Linked DNA regions of Capsicum annuum: region 1 is linked to region 2. Evidence: chromatin contacts called from public Hi-C data. All regions are on one chromosome and are shown on one strand. Each heading gives the region's core, a stretch centred on a gene start, on an enhancer-like site or on the middle of the called end of the contact. The rest is flanking DNA. Distances are from core to core; before and after follow the strand shown.

What was found. A called contact is a pair of places that touch in the nucleus more often than the background predicts.
Region 1: a Hi-C map of leaf shows a contact between it and region 2, with 3 times the contacts expected there. The contact joins two enhancer-like sites. A contact is called at or near these places in 2 of 5 Hi-C or Micro-C datasets (both in leaf).

What each region holds. Positions count from the first base shown.
Region 1 is chr8:39,097,510-39,104,468 of UCD10Xv1.1, forward strand. It overlaps the pseudogene LOC124886580. Among protein-coding and RNA genes, the nearest start is that of LOC107857244, 4.7 kb to the left of the region's middle. Within about 2 kb of position 3,387, at least 4 of the 5 cell types and tissues checked have an H3K27ac peak or open chromatin away from gene starts, as enhancers often do. A contact at or near this core is called in leaf, where this site is marked.
Region 2 is chr8:39,032,896-39,039,141 of UCD10Xv1.1, forward strand. It overlaps LOC107846548 (lipid droplet-associated hydrolase), which reads left to right. Exons shown (of 13, transcript XM_016690907.2): 13 at 2,303-2,629. The coding sequence ends at 2,437. Among protein-coding and RNA genes, the nearest start is that of LOC107857243, 7.7 kb to the right of the region's middle. Within about 2 kb of position 4,601, at least 2 of the 5 cell types and tissues checked have an H3K27ac peak or open chromatin away from gene starts, as enhancers often do. A contact at or near this core is called in leaf, where this site is marked.

The sequences.
Region 1 (6,959 bases), core at 2,137-4,636, 63 kb after region 2:
ATAATAAAATATATACCATCAAATGTCCCAATGGAGTGATAAGTATTTTTTTATTCGAGGAGTGAATATTTAGTCATCTTTAATAGAGAACGTTTTACCTTCAAAAAGAAACTTTTTAACGTAAATTCAAATCAATCCGATCCAAAAATAGATACCTAACACCAAAAAATTAAATGAAGTGATACTATTTAATATACATCAGATTTAGAGTTTTAATTAGTTGCAATAAAAAAAGAAGGAATCAAAAGAAGTTAGGTTTAGGTGTTTGGCCATGGTTGAGATTTGAACAAAAAAAAAGTATTTAAAGGTAGGGTGTGTTTGGTAAGGAGAAATTTTTTTTCTTATTTTTTGGTGTTAGATAAGTAAAGAGAAGAATATCGTTTTAAAGACATTTATATATAATCTAGCGAAGCGCTATGGAGGTCGGATGGGGTGGAGAGTAGGGGTTCGAGGGTGGTTTATGGCGGGATGGTCGAGGGTTAAGGCTGGGGTGTCGGATAGACAGGGAAGAGATGATGGACTTAAAATATCACTCGTGAAATTTATATTTTCAACATTCAGTTATGGACAAAATTTGATCTAATGTTCGGGGAATTAGGTGGACAAGTCACGTGTCTAATACAGTGGCGGAGCCAGACTTTTGATTAAAGGTGTTCATATTTTTCCTTGGGCAATGAACTGTTTAAAAAATAAAGAAAATAAAATACTGCTGCATCTGCCAAGGTTCAAACCCGGATTGTTAATATGAAAATGCACACTCTTGACCACTGGACTATGCTTTTCTAGCTTGTCAAGGGTGTGCAACAACATGTATATAACCATAAATATCTACATTTAACCTATATACTCGAAAAAAAAATTCGACGAAGGGTGTTCATCTGACCACCTTTCGATGGCTGTAGCTCCACCCCTGTGTCTAAATGAGTCGTCTCCAGGTATGCTAGGTGACTGCAGGTTCGTGATCGAGGTCTAGGGCTTTCTTCATCGTAGTTGCCTTTAGAAGATATATTGACCTTGTTGTTAGGCCAGACTTAGTGAATCGGGGTAGTAGATTCCTAAGAGGTAGAGCAGCGTCTAGGGAATCACAATCGAAAGATTTTCCTCTATTACTTATCTCATGTCTAGGTTGACTCAGATAAACGTCAAATTTCAGTGGTTTGATTCTTGTGAGAAGAGTTTTCAGGAGTTAAGACTCGACTCACTATCGCTTTGGTTTTAACTCTGCCTGAGGGCTCAACTAGTTTTGTAGTTTATTGTGATGTAAAAAAAACATTTTTTAAGACGTTTATTTTCCTAAAAAAAATTATCGCGGGATAACTTAATCGGTCATCTTTAATTAGAGTTCTCGAGGATGCAAATGAAAGTTTAAGAGATGGAGACCGTTGAGAGACTTTAATTTGATATGGACATGAATTGATGGAGAGGCTTGAGGATTAAATAATAATATTTGATTTTTGGGCTCACAAAATTTTATAGGTGATTTCATTAAATGATATGTAGCTGATAAATATTAAGTATTATAATAAATACTCTTAAATGTGGAAATTGATTTATAAATAAATAGTTATGTGTCATTTAGATATTTTTCTTTTTTGAAAATAAAATTGTACATTAGATGAACGTGTTGAAACTGATATTAAACAATAATGTGTTTAGTTTAAAAATGTCAATAAGGTGATCTTCTAATAGAATGAAACAATAACAACAACGTAATCATTGTAATCGCATGAGTGAGTTCGGAAAGATACGCTGTATGCAGATCTTATTTATGCTTTTATTAGGTAGAGAGGTTGTTTTTTATATATATATAAAAAAAGAACAGTCCGGTGCACTAAAGCTTCCGCTATGTGCAGGGTTCGGGGAAGGGCCTCACCACAAGGGTGTGTTGTACGCAGCCTTACCTTGCATTTCTGCCAAAGGCTGTTTCCAAGGCTTGAACCCGTGACCTTCTGATCACATGACAACAACTTTACCACTCTACTAAAAGAAAGTGTTTGAAGCGGGATTGTAAGAAAAATATAACAATAAAAAAACATGATATAATGAAAATAAACAACGAATAATGACATTTTAAAGAATAAGAGAATACACAACTACTAAATAACACTACTAATATTGAGAAACGATGGGTCGATTGAAGTTCGACATCAACCTGAGACTAAGAGCGACTCATATGTCAAATAAAGATCGCCACGTGAAAAACTGGGGAGAGAAGGAGGCTAGCCATCTAGTTTAAATGTGACAACACTACGTTCTATCCTTTTATCTTAATTCTCGACCTCCAAACATTTCTATCTACGGTCATATCCTCAGTAAACTGAAATTATGTCATATCTTATTTGATCACCTCCCATTTTTTTTTTAGCTCGCATCTACCTCTTCTAATTCGGGTACAATCGACCTATCGCATCTCATTATTAGTGCATCCACTCACCTCCTGTTCACAACTAAAATGATGTAAATACATTATAATAAAATTATAAATTTTAAAGTGTCTTTGTAAGAAAAAGAAAAAGAGAAAAATAATAATAACATATCCAGTATAATTTATAAGTAAAAATTTCAAAAAAATAAAGTATATGCAGACATTACCTCTACCTCGTAGATATATAGAGGTTCTAATATACCCTCAGCTTAAAAAGAGAAAGGACAAATGTAAGAAGAGAATAAGTTATCAGAATTTTCTGCTTCAAATTTCATCGTAGCTAAGAAATTAAATAAATAAATGACACATATCTTAACCAATAATATTACACTAATTATCCATTTTTTATATATAATTTTATCTAATTTTTTATAAACATCAAATGTGAGTAAATATTTGAGATAATACATCGAAACACCTTTAAGTTTGTAGCCAAAATTTACTTTAGACCCTAAACTAATCGGGGAATTATTTACCCCCCTTAACAACTTCCAAGTGAATTTTTTTCCACCCTAATTGCTGACGTGACAATTTTTAAAAAAATCAACGCGTAATTTGCTTAAAAATCATGGAAAATGATGGGTCCCACCTTTTAATTTTACAAGTTTTCTTTTTATATATATATATATATATATATATATTAGATTAAAAAAAATAAAAAATTCACTTCCATCATCATCTTCTTCATAACCACCCCTTCCCCCGCCCCCAACACCCCCATTTATTCATCTTCTTCATATCCTCCACCCCCACCCAACTCTGTTTCTTCATCTTCTTCATTTAGGCTAATTTTTTTTTTTTTTCAAGAACACCATTACTAAGCTCCATTAACCCCTCCCTTCATTAATTTTTGTTTACTTTTATTTAATTTTTTCAGATGACTATATCCAATTTGTGATGATAAATAACTTATGACAATTTATCACTTCCTCGTTGTTTTTGAGAAGGTTTGAAATAATGGTGAAAAAAAATTAAAGCAGGAAGCATTTTCATGGTAGATCGGAACAAAGGAACGAATATTAGCATTATTGCTGCTAAATCGTTTGGTAGATCTGAAATTATTGTGGATGAGTTTAAGTTTTGTTCTACTTGCAATTGTTGATTTCTAAATGTTGATAGAGGAGTCACGGCTTAATCTACATGAACAAGTTATTTATCAAGTTCTTGTTAAATTCAAATCAAGTTATTGGTGTTAATGGTGAAAATGGTGTTAATGGTAAAAAACAAATTAAAGGAGGAGGAGAAAATGGGGCTGGGGGGCTGTTAAAGAATTGAAGGAGGAGGAACGGGTTGGGGGGCTGGAGAGGAAGAAGAAGTAGGGGGGTTCTTTTTATTAAAAATAATTATATATATATATATATATATATATATATATATATATATATAAAGTACAAATATAGTTTTTACTTTTTAAAAAAAAATATATAAAAATAATTTTTATTGGATTATTTTTTTTAAATAAATTACAATTTCTTATGTGGTAATGACATGACACTGATTTACAATTACGTGGGGCGCGTGCACTTCACTCTCCGTATTGAGAGTGGTATAATATTTTTAGGGTGGAAAAAAATTCATTTGAAAGTTGTTAAGGGGGTAAATAATTACCCGATTAGTTTAGGATTTAAAGTAAATTTTGGCTACAAATTTAGGAGAATTTCGATGCATTTATCTCTAAATATTTACATATTTATTTACTTATACATATACATACATGCAAGGTTGAACATCATATCTATCACGTGTCTTCCACGTGCCTCCTAGAAGTACATGCACATGAGAGGGACCATCCTATTTAGTTTTCCTAAATTTCTTTATCTTGGTTTTTTTTTTTTAATATTTTATGGTTTTTGTTATATACTCAGATTCATTAAAATTTTGAAAGAATTTATGGTATATATTTTTCCTAATATAAAGAGAAGAATGTTTTTTTTTTTTGTTTTGTTTGCTAGTCTACATAAATGATAGTATACATGATGCTCATAAAATTAAATTAAATTTTTAAATAAAGGGTCAAAATTGATAGAATTTTCTCTTCTTTAAACTTTCTATCATCATTAAAAGAGAAATTTTCAAAAAAGACTTTATGTTTTGAGCTTAGTTAGAGATATATAATTATGATTAGGAGACCGGGGAGTGAGATAGAGATGAGAGAGGAAAGCTATATATTTGAGAAATACATGTTGTATCTATGAATAGAGCCTAATATATACATGCTAATACAGATTTTATATTAGAGCAATCACAACCTGTATCAATGGTCTGCTTTGAAATTGTAAGGCAAAGATGTATCAGTATCAATATACCATCCCGAATGTGTCACTATGTACAAACAGTCACCCACCTAGCTCCGCTCCGGCCCTAATCTTAAACTAAACAATCCCTAAAATTTTAGCTATTGTTTAGAGACAACACTAAAAAGTGATCAATTTCGAGGGTCAGGGCAAGTGGCTCTAGGGGAAGGTGGATTTGAAGATACAGTAATCAACCTATATACATCACAACATTGTACTGTTTTGCTTAATGAATTGTTGGTACCTAATAGTGACCTTCAAGATTATGTCAAAATTGCCTAGACATAAGAACTAATTTTGATATGACCTAAGGTCACAATTGAAAGTGGGACCCCCAAAATGGTCCTTAATTAGTCATTGATTGATATTATGTAAAGAGGATAGGTTATTTTTATTTTTTTTTAGATAATACTAAATTGATGTTTACAACTCCACATTATACTCTAGTTGAAACGACATTTCATTTTCAAACCAGCTAATACTGCTGAGGCTATAATGTTTGTATCATGTTATCTTGGAAATTACACATAATAGCTACTCTTTCTGGTTCAATTTACATATATTAGTTTTTACTAAACACAAAATCTCAAAAAAAAATATAAAAATAGAAAGATTCCAGTCTTACCATCTTGTGATCTTAAACAAGTCATGTACGATGTTGGCAACTCTAACCTCCATTCTCTAGGGGAAGCCACGTTTCAACCGTGTTAGAACAATGAAGCAGCCTGGTCTTTCTGTGTCTCGAACCCCTTTCTTCTATATCGATGGTAGAGTAACGGAAGCCACCCAAAGAGGCCTTTCCGCTACATTTGAAGGGGCGCGACCCCACTCAGTTCGATGAAGTAGCTCTTTCAACTAATCCATACTTTTCCTCAACGGGGTCTTGAAGCCGAGCCTTTCCAGCAATGGGGGCCTAGGGACCGATATGATGATTGGTTTAGGTAGGGCAGCCGGCCTACTACGGGCACCTGGTCCGCATTCTAATGTGGACGGATAGCCTAACTTGATGCAAGTATCAATGGTTAATTGCACAGCTCAAACCCAAAACTTTATCATTGCTCCAAGGATCCCGTTCCCTCGTGATGCAAGCCTAATATTCCATTGAAAAGCACCTTCTTGCAGCTAAATGGTAAAAAGGAGAAAAGAACTTACCAACCACCTAAGTTGCTCGGACTCTCCAAAACTATTGCCGCACCCTTGTCAGATCCTTCAAAAATTGTGTGCACTACTTTTGAAGGATCCGACACGCATCCAATGACATTTTCGAAGAATCCGAGCAACATAGCCAACCACAAGCTCAAGCATTGAGATTTGAGAACAAGGGATAAAAGCTACAATGCATATCTCAAATAAATACTCCCGCCGCGCGTGCTAATTGATGACACACTTACTTTTCTGGTTTGTACAGGAAAGAATGTCACCTTTCTACAATTAAATTAGAAACACCTTGATTTAAAAAGTTCTCTTTTACCCCTAAATGAAATGATTAATAGTCACACAAATGACTGAGATTTGTTTGAGACCGCAAATTTAATTTTTTCGACTAGCCAAATAGTGTCATATAAATTGGGACGGAGGGAGTAATATTTGGTAGACTACTTAAATTGCATCACAGAAAGAAACATATTGTACCTCTGCACTGCTGTAACTAAGCAAAGCATCAACTATCAGCGTCGTAAAACTCATCAACCTTCAACAACTGATTAAACCATCACCTAATTTGGAACTACTGATCATATAAAGTGCAAGCATTTTCTCATGTCATTTACACTGGATACGCATGCACAAACTGAAAAGTGACTAAAATATGATATCGGTTTAAAATATATGACTTTCAGAAGATATGTACTCATTAATTTCTCGTTAACATCTAGCACAATATTGTTATAAAGTGACCAAAGCTCAATGGTTACTGACCTGCGCTCACCCTTTGTCCAAGCAATACGTACCTTTGAAGCGTGAGCTCCTAATCTGACCTAGGCAGATTTACCTCCATACTGATGATTCACTGTTTAAGTTGCCTGAATTCGTTCCAATAATAAGCATCACACATGTTCAATAAATTTCACGCAACGGTCAACAAATGAATATTAGCTCAGAAAGTAAAATACTGCTGTACCAAATAACAAGTTTCAACACGAGTAATGCCATAAGCCAGATACATGAATCATCATGATTTATTGTTTTTTCTTCTCCACTTCTATGGCACAAAGTTGTCGCTCTTAACTTTTTAAGGTCCT
Region 2 (6,246 bases), core at 3,351-5,850:
CCCTCCATAACATAATGAACTTAAACTTAGCACTCATACATATACTTTTAAAAATAGACGTCTAGTTGTAGATTTCGTTGTGTTGCTGAAGAATGTAAATTCCTGCAACAACTTGATTATCTTATTACCCAAGGATGTGACTTAGTAGTCAATGAAAGTTGGTTGAGAACCATGTAGTGTCAAGTTCAAATCCTAAAGGAGGCAAAAATACTAGGTGATTTCTTCTCATTTATTCAAGACTGATTGATAGAGTTACCCGGTACATGTACTGGTGGGATGTAGTAGTTACCGTGTAATTAATCAATGTGTGGCAAGTTGATCCGGACACCACGGTTATAAATATAAAGGGTGTAAACTCTTGCCACAACTTGATTATCGTATTAGAAACCAGAGTCATACGATCACTTTCTAAAGAGCTAGGAAGTGGATAAATTCATTTGTTACTGAAATTAGAGTATATATATATATATATCAGATTTCTGATGTCATAAATGTGACGGAGTGGGTGTGTGTATCAGGCTTATTCAGGTGGCCTGTGAGGCCTGTCGACTTGAGGAAATGATACACGTCCCATTTTATGTATCACTTTCAAGTAAAATGTCGACTGAACGTTATGTGGGATACACTGTTCTTCTTGTTCCACCTGAAATATGGATGTTCAAGAGATAACGATAGGCTTAATCTTCTCTACAAGTCACAAAGAAGAAATAGTGTGTTTCTAATTATGATTTTAGGTGATGCCTGTTATGAAGGAATAATCCTAAAAACTTAGTGTAGTTTGGTCACGGTAAGCCGTGGAATCAGTCGCTGATGTCTACATCGTTAGGGTATGTTGGTTACCTTCGTGCACCAAGCTGCGGTTTTTAGTGTTAAAACTATTAGTATAAGCATGGTAACTTGTTAGCAATGTATAGTTACAAGGTGAATTCCGACATGATCTTTATGCTGAAGATGACCATGCGTTGGATAGTTGAAGATTCGCGACAAACCTTAGGATAGACTAGAGATGTAGTTTGATAACCTATGTTGCTTGGACTCTTCAAAAATGTCAATGTATGCATGTCGGATTCTCTAAAACTAGTGTACTTTTGGAGAATCCAACATTGATGCGGCATCGAAAGTGAAGAGTCCGCGCAACATAGTTGATAACTATCTGACCTTATGGCTTTACTATCGTATAACACATCGCACAATTAGATATTCACCTACTGGAGGCAATATGTATCCGGTCGAATAGTTAAAGGTACTAGTAAACTGGCCTAGACAACAAAAAAAGAGGGTAAGTCTGGTGCACGAAACATTCTTCTTGCACTCGGGATTCGAGGAAGGACCATATCTCGAGGGATTACAATGTAGGTAGTCTACCCCGAACAACTAATAATGGCTCTCCCACAGCTCAAAACCGCGGCATATAGATCATACAGAGACTGACTTTATTATTACTCGAAACTAGCTTTGATACCAAAAAGGAAAGGCAGCTTGGTTTACGAAGCATCATGCGTTAACTCAAGACCCGTGGAGGGTCGCAACCGAGAGGTTGTGTAATGTACGCATCCTATCCCCACACAAGCACCAATGTTTAATTCCATAGTTTGAACTCGTGACTTATATAGATCACACTAGAGACAACTTTACCATTGCTTCAAGGTTTCGACACCAACATTATTGACAACAGTAGATACCCACATGGGAGCTGCCACCTATTACAAGATGTAACTAGTCAACTCATCCCATAATCCCATTGTGCCAAATAAGCACCCCCACAAGAGAACCCCCCACCCCCCACTCCTTTCTATTTTAGTTTTGGCATAACTGTAATACCACAACAACATACCCTGTGTAGCGTATTCCCACCTAGTGGGGTCTGGGGAGGACAAAATGTACGCAGTCCATACCACCACCTCCGAAGAAGTAGAGAGGTTCTTTCCGATAGTCCCTTGGCTCAAGACAAAAGGATAGTAAATAGAGTCGTAATAAAACATGAAACAAGATGAAATAACAGAAATAAGGCACCCACAAAGCAGTACTATACACTATTAACTAAACACTCCAACCTATGTGCAAAACCCTACGACTACTAGCAAGGCTACACCAACCAAAGCCCATCTATCTACTGGCTACGACTCACCCACACGCACTAGCCTTCTAATCTAATTCGCGTTCTCCATACATTCCTATCTAGGGTCATGTCTTCGATAAGTTGTAACTGCTCCATGTCATGTCTAATCGTAACTATAATGACCAACTTTATTTTCTTATCACTAGCTTGAAATTGATCTAATCACCACTTTTCTTCTTACAGATCTCCATTAAGGTACCAGGTGCTGTTCTAGCAGTAGAAAGAGGGGGTTACACTCATGCTTTTTCTTGCACAGAAGCTGGCTCAACATGGGTAGCTCAACATGTTTCTGGCTCAATCAAGAATTATTTTTCGTAAATAGACTCCGCGCAGCCGTTATTTTTTCTAGAAACGCACTCAATCTGTCAATAAAATCGAGCTAATATGTGATCGTGACAGTATACTGATATATACGCACATCGCGTACGCTTCATAATTGGCCTAAAGGTCAAAAATTTCCTGTTATGTCTTGAAAATATTATTTGATTAGACTTCAAATTTTAACAGAAACAAAAGTTGTAAGTGTTTTTTCTCCATTAACTTGAATATAAGTAGGCATAGATACTTGCCTATTTGTGTTGGTAGAAGATAGATAGAACTTATCAGGTAAGATAGCTTAAACACTTATCATTGTTAAAATTAACAATGCATAATACATTTAAACTTGGCCTAGCTAGCACCCGATGTTGACGTGACGCATAAATTTTAGAGGCGTCTAGAATACTATATTCTAGGTAGCCATTTTAATTTGTGAGTTGGAGTGTGCAACTGACACTGTGGAATGAGTTAAGGTGTTTAGATATGTATATTCAAAATTGGAATGCTTACTTGTCAGTCGAGGCAAAAGTTTAAGTATGTGTTTATGTATTATGCCAATTAACAACAACTACATATTCGGTGTACGCAAATGCTACTCCCTTCTTTATTGAGGTAGAAAGACTGTTTTCGATGAGTTATATATTGTCTCCCATCAAGAAAACAACTAAATACGAACTTAGATAACGTATACTTAAAGTTGGAATGCTTCCTTGTCAGATGAAGCAAGTTTAAGTGTATGTTTATGTATTATGCCAATTAACAGTAGCTACATACTCGGTTTGATCTTACAAGTGGAGTTTTGAAAAAGGCAACTGTACGCAAATCTTACTCTCTTCTTTATTGAGGTAGAAAGATTGTTTTCGATAAACTCTCATGTCAAAATAGAAGTGGAAGAAGCTATAAAAAGTAGGAAAATTAATATAAACGTACACCTTAACTTCCCATTATTTACACAAATTTTCACTCTTACAAAGTAATTACAAAAATTTCAACTGATTATGTATCTTCATTGGATGTACCAGAAGTTAATTACATATCTCGACAGATTCAAAATCGAAAAAAATGTATCGGGAGTCAATTATGTATCTTTACAAAAGAAAAAATGTATCTTCATTAGATTTATTATGCATCTTGACAGATCCTAACTCAAAAAAATTATATCGGGAGCTAATTATGTATCTTTACAAAGAAAAAAAAATATTTTTGTTAGATGTATCAAGAGTTAATTATGTATTTCAACAGACTCAAAATCGAGATTTTCTGTAATTAACCTTCAAACCGTAGGAATTTATGTTGTTTGCCTTAAAAAGTACTCCTTCCGTTCTAAAATAATTGAATTGTTGAAGTATTTTTTAGTGTTTAAAATAATTGAATTGTTCATTATTCAAGATAGATGCTGAATTTTTTTTTTTTCAATTTTACCCTTCATTAATTAAATTTTCAAGGATGAGTTCCACTGACCATTACTAATGTTTTGAAGTTTGAAAATGGCAAAAATAAAAAAACATGACTAATTTATGTCTTTCTTTTTTTTTAAATATATGTCATATTTCGACAATTTAATTATTTTAGAACGGAGGGAGTATTAGGTGGAGTTGTGAAAATATAGAGATATTACACTATTTTCACCCTAAACTATACACGAAACTGCTGAGATACAATACACTCCAACTTAAAGGGGGTCTTATTACCCTCTGAACTAATTAAAACCGTATACTCTCTCTGTTTAAAAAAGAATGACCCCTTTCTTTTTTTGGCAATATTTTAATTTCAACTTTTCACATGACATGTTTAGGACCACAAGATTAAAGGACATTTTAGTACATTTAACACAACTTTAATATAAGGTTACAAGATTTAAAAGTCTTCTTTATTTTCTTAAACTTTGTTTCAAGTCAAAGTCGGTTATTCTTTTCTAAACGAATGGAGTATTTGACAACCTTAAGGCCTACGTGGCACACTGCATGAATCAACATACTGAAGGTCCACGTAGACACATGTATGTGCCACATCATGTATCCGCATTGAAATTCGATTAATCCAGATTCGCGCCGCCGCATAAGGCCCCATTTGAGGGAAGCATTTTCTACCGAGAATTTTTCTATACCCAGAGCTCGAATTCGCGACCTCTAATTAAGGAAGGAACAGTCCCATCCGCTGCAACAGCATCATGTATGGTTTTTATAATCTTTTCTCATTATGATTTTGTGATATATCTTTCCAATTGATTGCAATTGTAACAGTGGGTGTGCAGAAACCAATGAAGAGCCTCTGAGCCATTGCCATGATGAAGATTGTTTCAAAATGAATGGACATGGAATTTATGGTGCAGGTCACCCCCTTTATCATGAAATGAAATTTGTGTAAGAATTGCACTAATTGTTTGCTGCACAAAATATTTTAAAAAAAAAAAAAAAAAAGTTGCAATTTGTACAAAAGGGTAATTTTATAGGAGTTAAAAGTAATATGTTTTCTCCATTTTAATTTATTTGTCTGATTTTAATTGGACACGTAATATAAGATGATAAAGAAATTTTTTAAATTTTATTGTCTTAAATTAACAGAAAAGGGGCCTAAAATGTTTTTCAACTATGTGAAATGGTGCAAAAATACCCTTTATCTACCTATTGAGACTAAAATGTTCTTTCCGTCTACCTATTGAGATTATTTTGTCCTTTTATTTAAGAAAAAATTATATAATATCACAACTTATCTTTATTAAACTACATAAAATTCCTATTATTTTTATTAATATTGACATTCTTTATACTTACAATATATATAACTTAAACTCGATCGATTATGATGACATGTTATTCTAATTTAGCTAGGGTTCCGTTAGCTTCTCAATCATTGTAATTTCATGACGTTCTTTATACTAACGATGTATATAACTTAAACTTGATCGATTATGATGACATATTATTCTAATTTAGCTAGAGTTTCGTTAACTTGTCAATCATTATAATTTCATGTTATTTGACGTTCTTTATACTAACAACGTGTATAACTTAAACTCGATCGATCATGATGACATGTTATTCTAATTTAGCTAGGGTTTCTTTAGCTTCTCAATCATTATAATTTCATGTTATATTGACGTTATTTATACTGACGATATATATAACTTAAACTCGACGATTATTATGACATATTATTCTAATTTAGCTAGGGTTTCGTTAGCTTCTCAATCATTGTAATTTCATGATGTTCTTTATACTGACGATGTATATAACTTAAACTTAATCGATCATGATGACATGATATTCTAATTTAGCTAGGGTTTCTTTAGCTTCTCAATATATTGACGTTATTTATACTGACTATATATATATATATAACTTAAACTCGATGGATTACGATGACATGTTATTCTAATTTAGCTAGGGTTTCTTTAGCTTCTCAATCATTATAATTTCATGTTATAGTGACGTTTTTTATACTAACAACGTATATAACCTGAACTCGATCGATTACAATGACATGTTATTTTTATTTAGCTAGTTGTATTTTATTATTATTTTTTTTTATAGCATCTCAATCATTATAATTTTTAAAAATCCACCCAATTGTAATGTCTTTTCAGAGTTTACTATTTGTATTTATGACTTATGGCCTACCCTTTTTTAAGTCCTTGACTGCACCTAAGGTTTATAGATTTGTCATGAATACAAGAAACCTCTGAATTTGCTTCAATGCTCCATTAATTTTTTTTTTATTCTTTTGTCTTTGCATTCATGATCTAGTTGGTTAGAAAGTGGGAAAATCTTTATTTAAATTAATACTAATCACACTTATTAGTAAAATAT